2 separate regions of the Mus musculus genome follow, and region 2 is linked to region 1. A link is a contact called in public promoter capture Hi-C data. All regions are on one chromosome and are shown on one strand. The core of a region is the stretch at or near the end of the contact, and the rest is flanking DNA. Distances in the headings are between cores, read along the strand shown.

Evidence for each region. Promoter capture Hi-C pulls out the DNA fragments that hold promoters and counts their contacts.
Region 2: a promoter capture Hi-C map of hippocampal neurons shows a contact between it and region 1, with 2.6 times the contacts expected there. The contact joins the enhancer-like site here to the promoter of Gpr26 in region 1. A contact is called at or near these places in 1 of 39 promoter capture datasets (hippocampal neurons), 4 of 484 Hi-C or Micro-C datasets (cerebral cortex, embryonic stem cells and nephron progenitors) and 2 of 9 other capture datasets (adipose tissue and pancreatic islet).

The regions. Positions count from the first base shown.
Region 1 is chr7:131,963,158-131,967,780 of GRCm38.p6, reverse strand. It overlaps Gpr26 (G protein-coupled receptor 26), which reads right to left and starts at 1,321. Exons shown (of 3, transcript NM_173410.3): 1 at 186-1,321. The coding sequence starts at 853. It overlaps Gm34725 (a long non-coding RNA gene), which reads left to right and starts at 4,044. Exons shown (of 3, transcript XR_378540.1): 1 at 4,044-4,590.
Region 2 is chr7:132,030,621-132,034,807 of GRCm38.p6, reverse strand. It overlaps a transcript of Cpxm2 not described here. Among named protein-coding and RNA genes, the nearest start is that of Gpr26, 66 kb to the right of the region's middle. Within about 2 kb of position 2,832, at least 18 of the 459 cell types and tissues checked have an H3K27ac peak or open chromatin away from gene starts, as enhancers often do. A contact at or near this core is called in cerebral cortex, hippocampal neurons and pancreatic islet, where this site is marked.

The sequences.
Region 1 (4,623 bases), core at 72-2,571:
ACAAGATGTTCTGGCTGGGGTTTCAGTCCCATGTTTCAGAAAGTGAAGCTCTAGGCACCCGTTTAAACAGGATCTGCTATTCCACCCGTGCTTAATGCCATTGATGCAGAAAGGGGATCTCCCGGGATGCTGGGACCTTCCTAACTCAATACCAAGTGCTCAGAGTCTTGGGTCAGGGCACTCACCTGGGGTGTATGTCCACCAACAGCACAAGCGTCTGCATGGTGATCACGTCGATGCGCTTGCAGTGGAAGCGGGCCACCTTGAGCACCTTGAGGTACGTGAAGCAGAGCACGATGAAGGAGAGCAGGAAGCTGAGCGCATGGAAGGCGCTGGTGAAGACAGCAAAGCGCAGGCGCTCGTCCGGCCGCCGGCTGCACAGTGTGCACGAGGCATATAGCTGGTGGAAGCCGAGCCAGGACAGGGCGAGCGCGGTGGCCGGGAAGGTGAGCGCGTGCAGCCACGTGTAGGCCACCATGAAGGCGGCATCTCGGAGGCGCATCTTGGCACGGTAGCTCAGCGGAAAGACCACAGCCACCCAGCGGTCGATGCTGAGCGCGGCCATGCTGAGCATGGAGTTGGCGGCCAGAAAGGTGTCGAGGAAGGCGGCCAGGCGGCACAGGCGGTCCCCGGCCGGCTGCCGTTGTGCCACGACGCCGGCCAGTGTTAGTGGCATGTTGACCACGGTACACAGCAGGTTGCCACACGTGAGGTTGAGAGTGAAGAGCGCCGGCGCCTGGCGGCGGATGTCAGCGCTGTGCAGGAGGCAGAGCAGCACCAGCCCGTTGGACAGCAGCGACACGCCGATAGTGCCCACCAGCAGCCCCGCCAGGCCCGCGTCCCACGAGTTCATGGTGCGCGCCCGCCGCTGGCGCTCAGGGCCCGCAACCCCGCGCCGCCATGGCGCAGCCTGCTGTCGACTCAGCCCCTAGGCGACACGGCAGCCCAGCGACCCCTGGCCCTTGTCGCCATGGCTACCCAGAGGGCATCCACCAACCCAGAAGCCCGCGCCACCCCCTGGGCCAGCACCTAGGCACGCAGCCTCCCGGAGCCCCGCGCCACCTCCCAGGCGAGCACCTGGGCACGGAACCACTCGGAGTCTGGGGTCACCTCACCGGCGATCACCTAGGCGAGTGTTCACTCCCAGTCCCGCACCACCTCTTGGCCTGTGCTCCTCTGACCTCCTGAAGTGCCCTGGAATCCGGGGTCGCAGTCTCCTGTGGTCACTGGCTTTGCGTCTGCCTGCACCCGCCCTTACTGGGTCCCTCTCAGCTCTGGCTCTGCTCCGCACACCCTTCTGCTTTGTGGCTTTCTCTCTGTCTCCCTCTCTCTGCCTCTGTGCTCAGTCTCCTGTGTGCTCTCACTTTCTGCCCCCTCCCCCTTCTGTCTCTCCCACCTCCAATTTTCTCCTCCCTTTCTTTCTCCTTTCTCTCTTTTTTCTCTTAGGAAACTGGCTGCTTCTGAGAAGGAAATCCCACCGATTCTCTCTCTCTCTCTCTCTCTCTCTCTCTCTCTCTCTCTCACACACACACACACACACACACACATACACACACACACACACTTGGAGGGAAGGAGCCCTACCGGCTCCCTTGCAGAATGGCTGGCTCCCAGTGGCTCCCCTCCTCCCCTTCCTTTCTATCCTCCCCTATATGAGCTGGAGACAGGCTGAGTCAAGAAATCTAGGAAAAGGGAAGAATGTCTGGGCACCCTCATGTCCCAGTGCTGCTTGTCCCTGCCTAGGTGACCAGACCTTGACCCAGTCCACCTGCCCCATAGCTGCCCAGCATCTAGGATTGCTGCTGTTATCTAAGATGAACTGGGGAGCTTGGCTAGGCTTCTGCTGAGCTGGGATAGAATTCACAGTTCTGTCTTGCATTATGGCCAGAGATCTCCTGAGATCTCCCCTCATCTATCTGCAGGCAGTTGCTGTACTGCTGGACACTGAGTCTCCAGAGCTTCGTCTCTTCACTCTCTAGTCATTCAGCTACACTCTCAGATATGGTGCAAGGTCACTTGAGGCTCACCGGGACATCCCTTGGGCATGCCATCAGTCAAGAACACACTCTGTCCATGGTCATCAGAAGTAGTCCTGGTGTAGCTGGTTCTGGACACTCATTGTGTCCTGGGCCAGCTGCTGTCCTGTCCATTCTGGGTGTGGCGAGCCAGCGAGTATAAGCTTATTAGGCATGTGGATGAACTGTTCAGAGAATGGGAGGATAGCGGATGTCTCTGTTTGATCCAGATCATCAGAGTTTGGGACATAAAGGGTCTCAGCCTCCCCTCAGGTAAACATGTGGGAACTGTGTCTCTTCTATCCCTAGTCCAGACTCCGTAGTTTCAAAGGTGCTTGGTGGACAGACAGGTGACAACTTTCAGAGCTTCCTCAGTCTCTTGCCTTTCTATGGGATGCTACCTCCTCCAGTGACCACCTACACTGTATTTCAGAGCCTGGTGAGATGGCCAGTGATGACTGTACATAGCCAGACCTCAGTCTGAAAGAAACCAAATATAGACAGTTTCCCTAAGGGAGCTGTTGTGTCTCCCCCATCACACTAATTATCTTCCCTCACATAGATTCAAGGATGGAGGGGGTTAATCTAAAGCACCTGCAAGTCAGAGAGAACAATGGCCTTTCTCTTCTACACCTTGACAGATGCTAAGCACCACTATAATGAATATACCCAAGAGTGCCCAGGACAGGACCACTTCTTACCAGCTTCCAAGGGTGCCTGGGAACCCTTCTGCAACCCCCCTTAAGAGGCAGCACATTGGTAATAGAAACCTGACACTCTAAGGGCATTTATACCACAGAAACAAACAAATGTCACAGCTCAGCCCGCCCCACCCGCAATCTGAGCCCGTGGTTAAGCAGTTACCAGCACATCACTCACTGACCTCACAAGACCCTGAGCCAAACACCCATCTTCCCCGAGTCTTGGCTTCCTTATCTGTTTTTTAGAGCTGCGTTGATACTGTGTGGAAGTGGTTTTGCCTCTCAGGGAAGAGAAAAGCAAGCAGAATGCTGTCATCCTTCTCAGCCCTTGGTCTCCTCATGGGGCCTACAGAACTCAGGTTGGCTGTGCATCTTCATCTCTTGCTTGGTTGATGACAACAACAATGTGGGCTGTTCACCCATGTGTCTCCCTGCTTCCACAGACTGTCTTGATAAGCCTCTCCCCTGGGATGAGATGGATGTTTAGGGATTGCTTCTGGAGTAAACCAGTATGTTTTGGGACACACCAGTGGATCCTTGATTCTTACATTATAATGTTCTATAGAATGACTTCCTGTGCTGTTTAAATTCAGATTCCTGGGGTTTCTAAGTCAGGTTTGCCTCATTTACTAGCTCTACAAATGATGCTCAGAAGTGGTCAGGCTAGACAGATGATGCTAACCATGCCCTGGACACATCCACCATCAGTGGCCTAATGCTCTGGCCTCACAAAAGGACCACCAGTGTTTGTAGGAAGCACAGGCTACAATGCATTAATTCATGGCATACAAGTTGCCAAAACCTGTCCAAACATCACATCTGATTTAATTCTTGCAAAAATGACAAGAGAAAGAGTTAACTACAGCTGGTATTTCGGAGATAAAGACAGCAGAGAACAGACAGAGACGTTAAGTGACACAACTGGCGAGGGATGAAGCCAGCATACCCAGCTCCACAGGCTGGCTTTTACTGTGAGCTTCAGAGCTCCTCAGTCACCCTTTCAATGAGATGCCTTTGTTCTATAACTTAAAAGAACCTCGACTTCTCTGCATCAAATGATGTTGATAACCAGGTAACTGGGCCAACAGTAAGAAATCAGTATTTCAGTTCTCTCTCTCTCTCTCTCTCTCTCTCTCTCTCTCTCTGTGTGTGTGTGTGTGTGTTCTCTCTCTCTCTTTCTCTCTCTCTCTGTGTGTGTGTGTGTGTGTGTGTGTATCTCCCTCCCTCCCTCCCTCCCTCCCCCCAGCCACCTCACCTCACACACTCAGCATATTGAAGATCATTTGTTCTCTGAATTCCTAAGGGCAACATTGAAAGGTTAAAATGCCAGAATAGAAATTCAGAATATTATAACTCAGTTTGCTGAGGAACCAAGGCTCATTTTCTCCTGCTTATTTAAACAAAATTTTCTGCTCCCAGTGGGATTGTAGGAGGGCTGATCTCCATGGCAACCAGGTCCCCAGCCTTGTTGGCCTTAGCCAGGTCAGGCTTCAGAGTTCGGGTCTAACATAGCCTTACACACTCATAATGAGGTCACAACCATAGCTCTGTCTGGGACCTGATACTAGTCTATGATGATCCTCCAGAAGAGAATCTGAGAATCCAGCCCACTCAGCCAGGGGCTGCAAGGTCCTGAGTATGCCTTCCAGAGAACCACATGGTGGCTCTTCAGAGAGTGCTCTTTCAAGCCAGAGGGAAGTCAGTGGTGATGGAATGTTGATGGCAGTATTAACATGACTCATAAAATGCTGTAACTGTGCTCCCTAGGGAAGCTCAACAACAGGACTACACAGGGCAGAGGAATGCTTTGTCAATCCTTGCAGGAACTCCCCGGCGTACATATTCTGGCACGTGAAAGAATATTTCCAGAACAGGTAAACGTTTGCTCAAGGTCACTTTCAGCCACA
Region 2 (4,187 bases), core at 1,583-4,082, 66 kb before region 1:
CTCAAGCTAACAATGGGGGTTATCATCACACACTAGCAAATTAACTGAACCCAGGAAGAGAGTCTCGGAACTCGACTTCTGAGTTGTAGTCAAGTTGAACAAATATTGTGCATAACCTTTGACTTGGGATTAGAGTCTGAACTGGGCAGGGCTAAGCCCTTACCCACTGGGATCTGACCTTGTCTTCAGGCAGATGGCATAGGTGTTGAGTTAAATTATAGGATGTTGTATTAGGGTTCTCTAAAGGAACAGACCTGATGCCAAAAGGGAATTTATTAGACTCACTTATAGAGTATATATGTGTTATGTATATGTATTTAATTTATAGTAGTCCAATATCTGTCTCTCACAATGGGGAGCCAAGGCTCCAGTAGTTGTTCAACCTGAGACTGGCTGACTATGCAATCCCCTCTGGTGCTGGAGTATGGGAGGACTCCTACAGAGTTGCTGGGGTTTAGTTTATATTGGAATCCCCCAGCAACAGTGCAGACAAACTTGCCGGTGAAAGTGAAGGCAAGCAGGCAAAAGGCAGTTCCCTTTTTCCATGCCTTTGTGTGGGCAGCCACTGGGAGGCATGGTCTAGATTTACTGTGGGTCTTCTCATCTTAAATAATTGGATTAAGGAAATCCCTCACAGGCATGGCCAACAGTTTGGATTTTAGCTGATTCCAGATGTAGTCAGGTCCACAACCAAGATTAGCCATCACAGATGCCCAACGATCATCATGGAATTACTTTTCGTGTGTGTGGGTGGGGGAAGCTAGTTCCCACACATCTGGAGGCTGGAGGAAATGGTTCAGTGGTTAAGAGACCTTAGCCTGAGCTGCTCTTCCAGAGGATCCAAGCTTGGATCCCAGAACCCAAATCAGATAGCTCACCACTGCCTGTAGATCCAGTTTTAGGACACCTTCTTCTGATTTTCACAGGCACCTGCACACATCTGGCGTACATTCTGTCTGTCTGTCTGTCTGTCTGTTTGTCTCTGTCTGTCTCTCTCTTTTACACACACACACACACACACACACACACACACACGTTTTAAAAAATCAAAAAAACCCTCTGGGTCTGAAGAGCTGGCTCAGTGGTTAAGAGCATGCTGCTCTTTTGGGCAGCACTAGAATCTGATTCTCAATGCTCACATCAGGCTGCTCACAGCCACTTGTATCCTCAGCCCCAGAGAGAACTGTCACCTCTGGCCTCTGTGGGCACTGCACTCATATACAAATACCCTCACACAGAATACAGTTTTTAGAAATTCCCATACATCTGGCCACAGAAACGTTCTGAGTGTTGAGAGGAGGTAGGAAAAGCCTATTAATTTGGTTATTTATTTTCTCTGCACCAAATATGGACAGAAAAATGGCTGCACTTCCCAACTGTCCTTGTGAGTACTGGTGGTGTCATGTTTAATCTTTGTACAAGGAACTATGAGTGACAGTCCTGGGAAGGCTCTTGAAGGAGTGTCTCCTTTGTTTTCTCCTTTCTCCTGACAATGTGGAACAGGGGCACAGAGCCGGTGCTCCTGCAGCTGCCTTTGATGACTAATTTAGAGGGGAACCAAGCCTTAAGGATGGCAGAGCCTGGAGCCACCAGAATGCTGCCACAGCAGTCCCTTAGATGCCTGCCTCTGGACATGTCAACCATCTTGGCTTCAGGTGCCAAGGGTTTAATGTGACATGTTGTAGAACATATAACGTCACATGCTTCAGAGCATGTTTGTCCCAGTGACAGGGCTGCAAAGGCCAGCATAGCCAATGCTAAGCAGCATTGAACCCAGTAACAGGTTAGCCCATTTTCTAATTGTATCCTCCCCAGGGAATTGAAACCTGAAGCCACAAAGCTGGGCTGTGACTGACGCTTCATGTTTACTGGGTTATTCACAACTGGGGTTTTTATATTCTGTCTCAAGTGAAGGCCCTTTGCCCAAACTCTTTGTCTCCTGTTCCTAGGCTGACGATGCTCACAGTGTAGTGGCCACTGTTAAGTAGCCTGAAGAAAGCATTCAGTGTTCCAGCACGCTGCCATCACTACTGCATTGCACACCTCAGGCTATGGAACCAGAATCTCTCTCACTGGCCTGCACAACTCTGTATTTCTAGAGAATAAAGAGCTTCATGAATAGCTTCTGAAAACTGCTTATCCTTTCTAGTTGCTCAACCGACAAAGAACTTTGCAGAATACTTCCTTAAATTTGGAACCAATCAGAGAGTAGTCAGATATTCTCTAAGGATGCTCTCCTCAGCTCTCTGCACCTTCCCATACCTGGGCACCTGCAGTCTGCTCTGTGACCCAGCTGCCCATCCTCTTTTTCTGCCTTTCAGAATTCTCCAGAACAGATGGGATGGTGGGTGGCCCCCTTGCTCGAACGAACCCTGGTGAGTAGCTCACTCTCGTGCGGCTGGAGATAGATTTGAGTCTACCGTCTGTCTCTCCCCACTCATGGCCAGCTGTGAGCAAGCCTGCAGCCAGGAGGGACCTTTCTGCTTTGGTAAACTCATCTCCATTTATTGTAGGCCTGCTGGGTAAATGCATTCATTACATTTACCCAGCACTTTGCCCACCATCATCTGATTTGTCCCTCTCCACAATTCCTCCTCTCCTGCTGTGCAAATGAGTAGATGGTTGGAGATGGGAGTGGCCAATTTACTGCCCTACCAGTAAGGGCTGCACAGGAGGGGCTGTGCCAGCTTTTACCCTGCCCCAATCCCTTCTGATGTAGAACAGACAAACAAACCGCATTAGCTCAACTCTGCCACCTGACTATGTTTGCTTAGGGTTCACAGCTCCAGATAACAGCATATGGTTTCTTCTATACAGAGTTGGTTTCCCTCCAGGTATCTCAGCTCTCTGTCTTCCTCCCCCATGCAGCAGAGGCTTGGATTTCAGAGCCCCAGTCTGAAGAGAGAATATCTTGTGTATTGTATGGATGCATCACCTGTCAATTAAAAAGCCTATGGCTTATGGATTAGTAGGGAATAGAGGTGAGACATCTGGGAGGCAGAGAGGATTCTGAGAGAGAGTCAGGTGGGAAGATCCACCGGGAAAATGTGCCCAGACAGATGGACACATGGTAGCTGAGCACAAGTAGCCAGCCACATGGCAGAATGTAGGCAAGAATAAATGGGATATTTTACTTTGCATCTAGTCAGAGAAGAACCTAGCTCTATAGCCAAGGTATTTGTAAATATATTTTTGAGTCTGAGTCTTATTTCTGGGAGCATGGGGCTGGGAGGAAGAACAAGGGCCCAACTTCAACAACTGTCTATTTCAGGCTGTGCCTGGTGAAAGCAAGCCCTGTGCTGCTGATGCAGTCGGGAACCTGCAAAAGCAAATCAGGATGTTGTTATTCTTCACGGTTGCAGGGGGGGGGGGCCCGCAATGCCTGAGGCCCATCCTGCTGCTGCCCAGACCCTCTGTAGAGACCGAATGAGGCTCTACCAAACACGAATGGTATGAAATGTGAGTGAATGGCATGAAATGTGAGTGCAGGCCTTTTTAGAAAAGCTGAGTCAAAGAAATGTCTGGTGCAAGCCACACCTTTCCCCATGTCAATGTTAGGAATTTCAGAAGTTCTCACTGTCCTGTAAGAGTCTGAGAACAGGCACACCCAACCTTAGGTTCCTGAGTCATTGCATAAGACAGAAACAGGAGCCCATGGTCACTGGGGATTCTGGCCTCTCATGTACCTCAGCCTCGGGAGGCAGTGAGTGAGCTAGGCAGGAGAAATAGAGGAAGACCTTCGACTGGAAAAGCCAATACTTCTCTTATGGCTGGGACACTTTAGAGCTGGGGGATTTTGCATAGAAAAGGACCCCAACTATTCAATAAACATGGAAGGTCCTGGAACCTTCTTCCAGGAAGGGAATCTGGTGGCCTGAGCCAAGCATGTTACACAATACTTAAAACTCTTGGGGGTTTTTTTTTGGTGAAATGATTTTTTTTTTGGTGGAGGGGGAAAAAAACAAGCTAAGGGTTTGCTGTGGTCACACTAGTAGCTCTGAGGCTTTCATGAGGGAAAGTCCCCTGGCCTTCTGATGGGAAGACAGTAAAATGGGGAGTCTGAGAAACTAGTGTTTAGGGAAAGGACAGATACCTGGTAAACTTTCCAGGTGGGATTCAGAGGAGACCACTGTACTTAGTGAACTATTTGGTTTAATAAGGTGCCTTGGTTTAGGGTTTCCCAGATG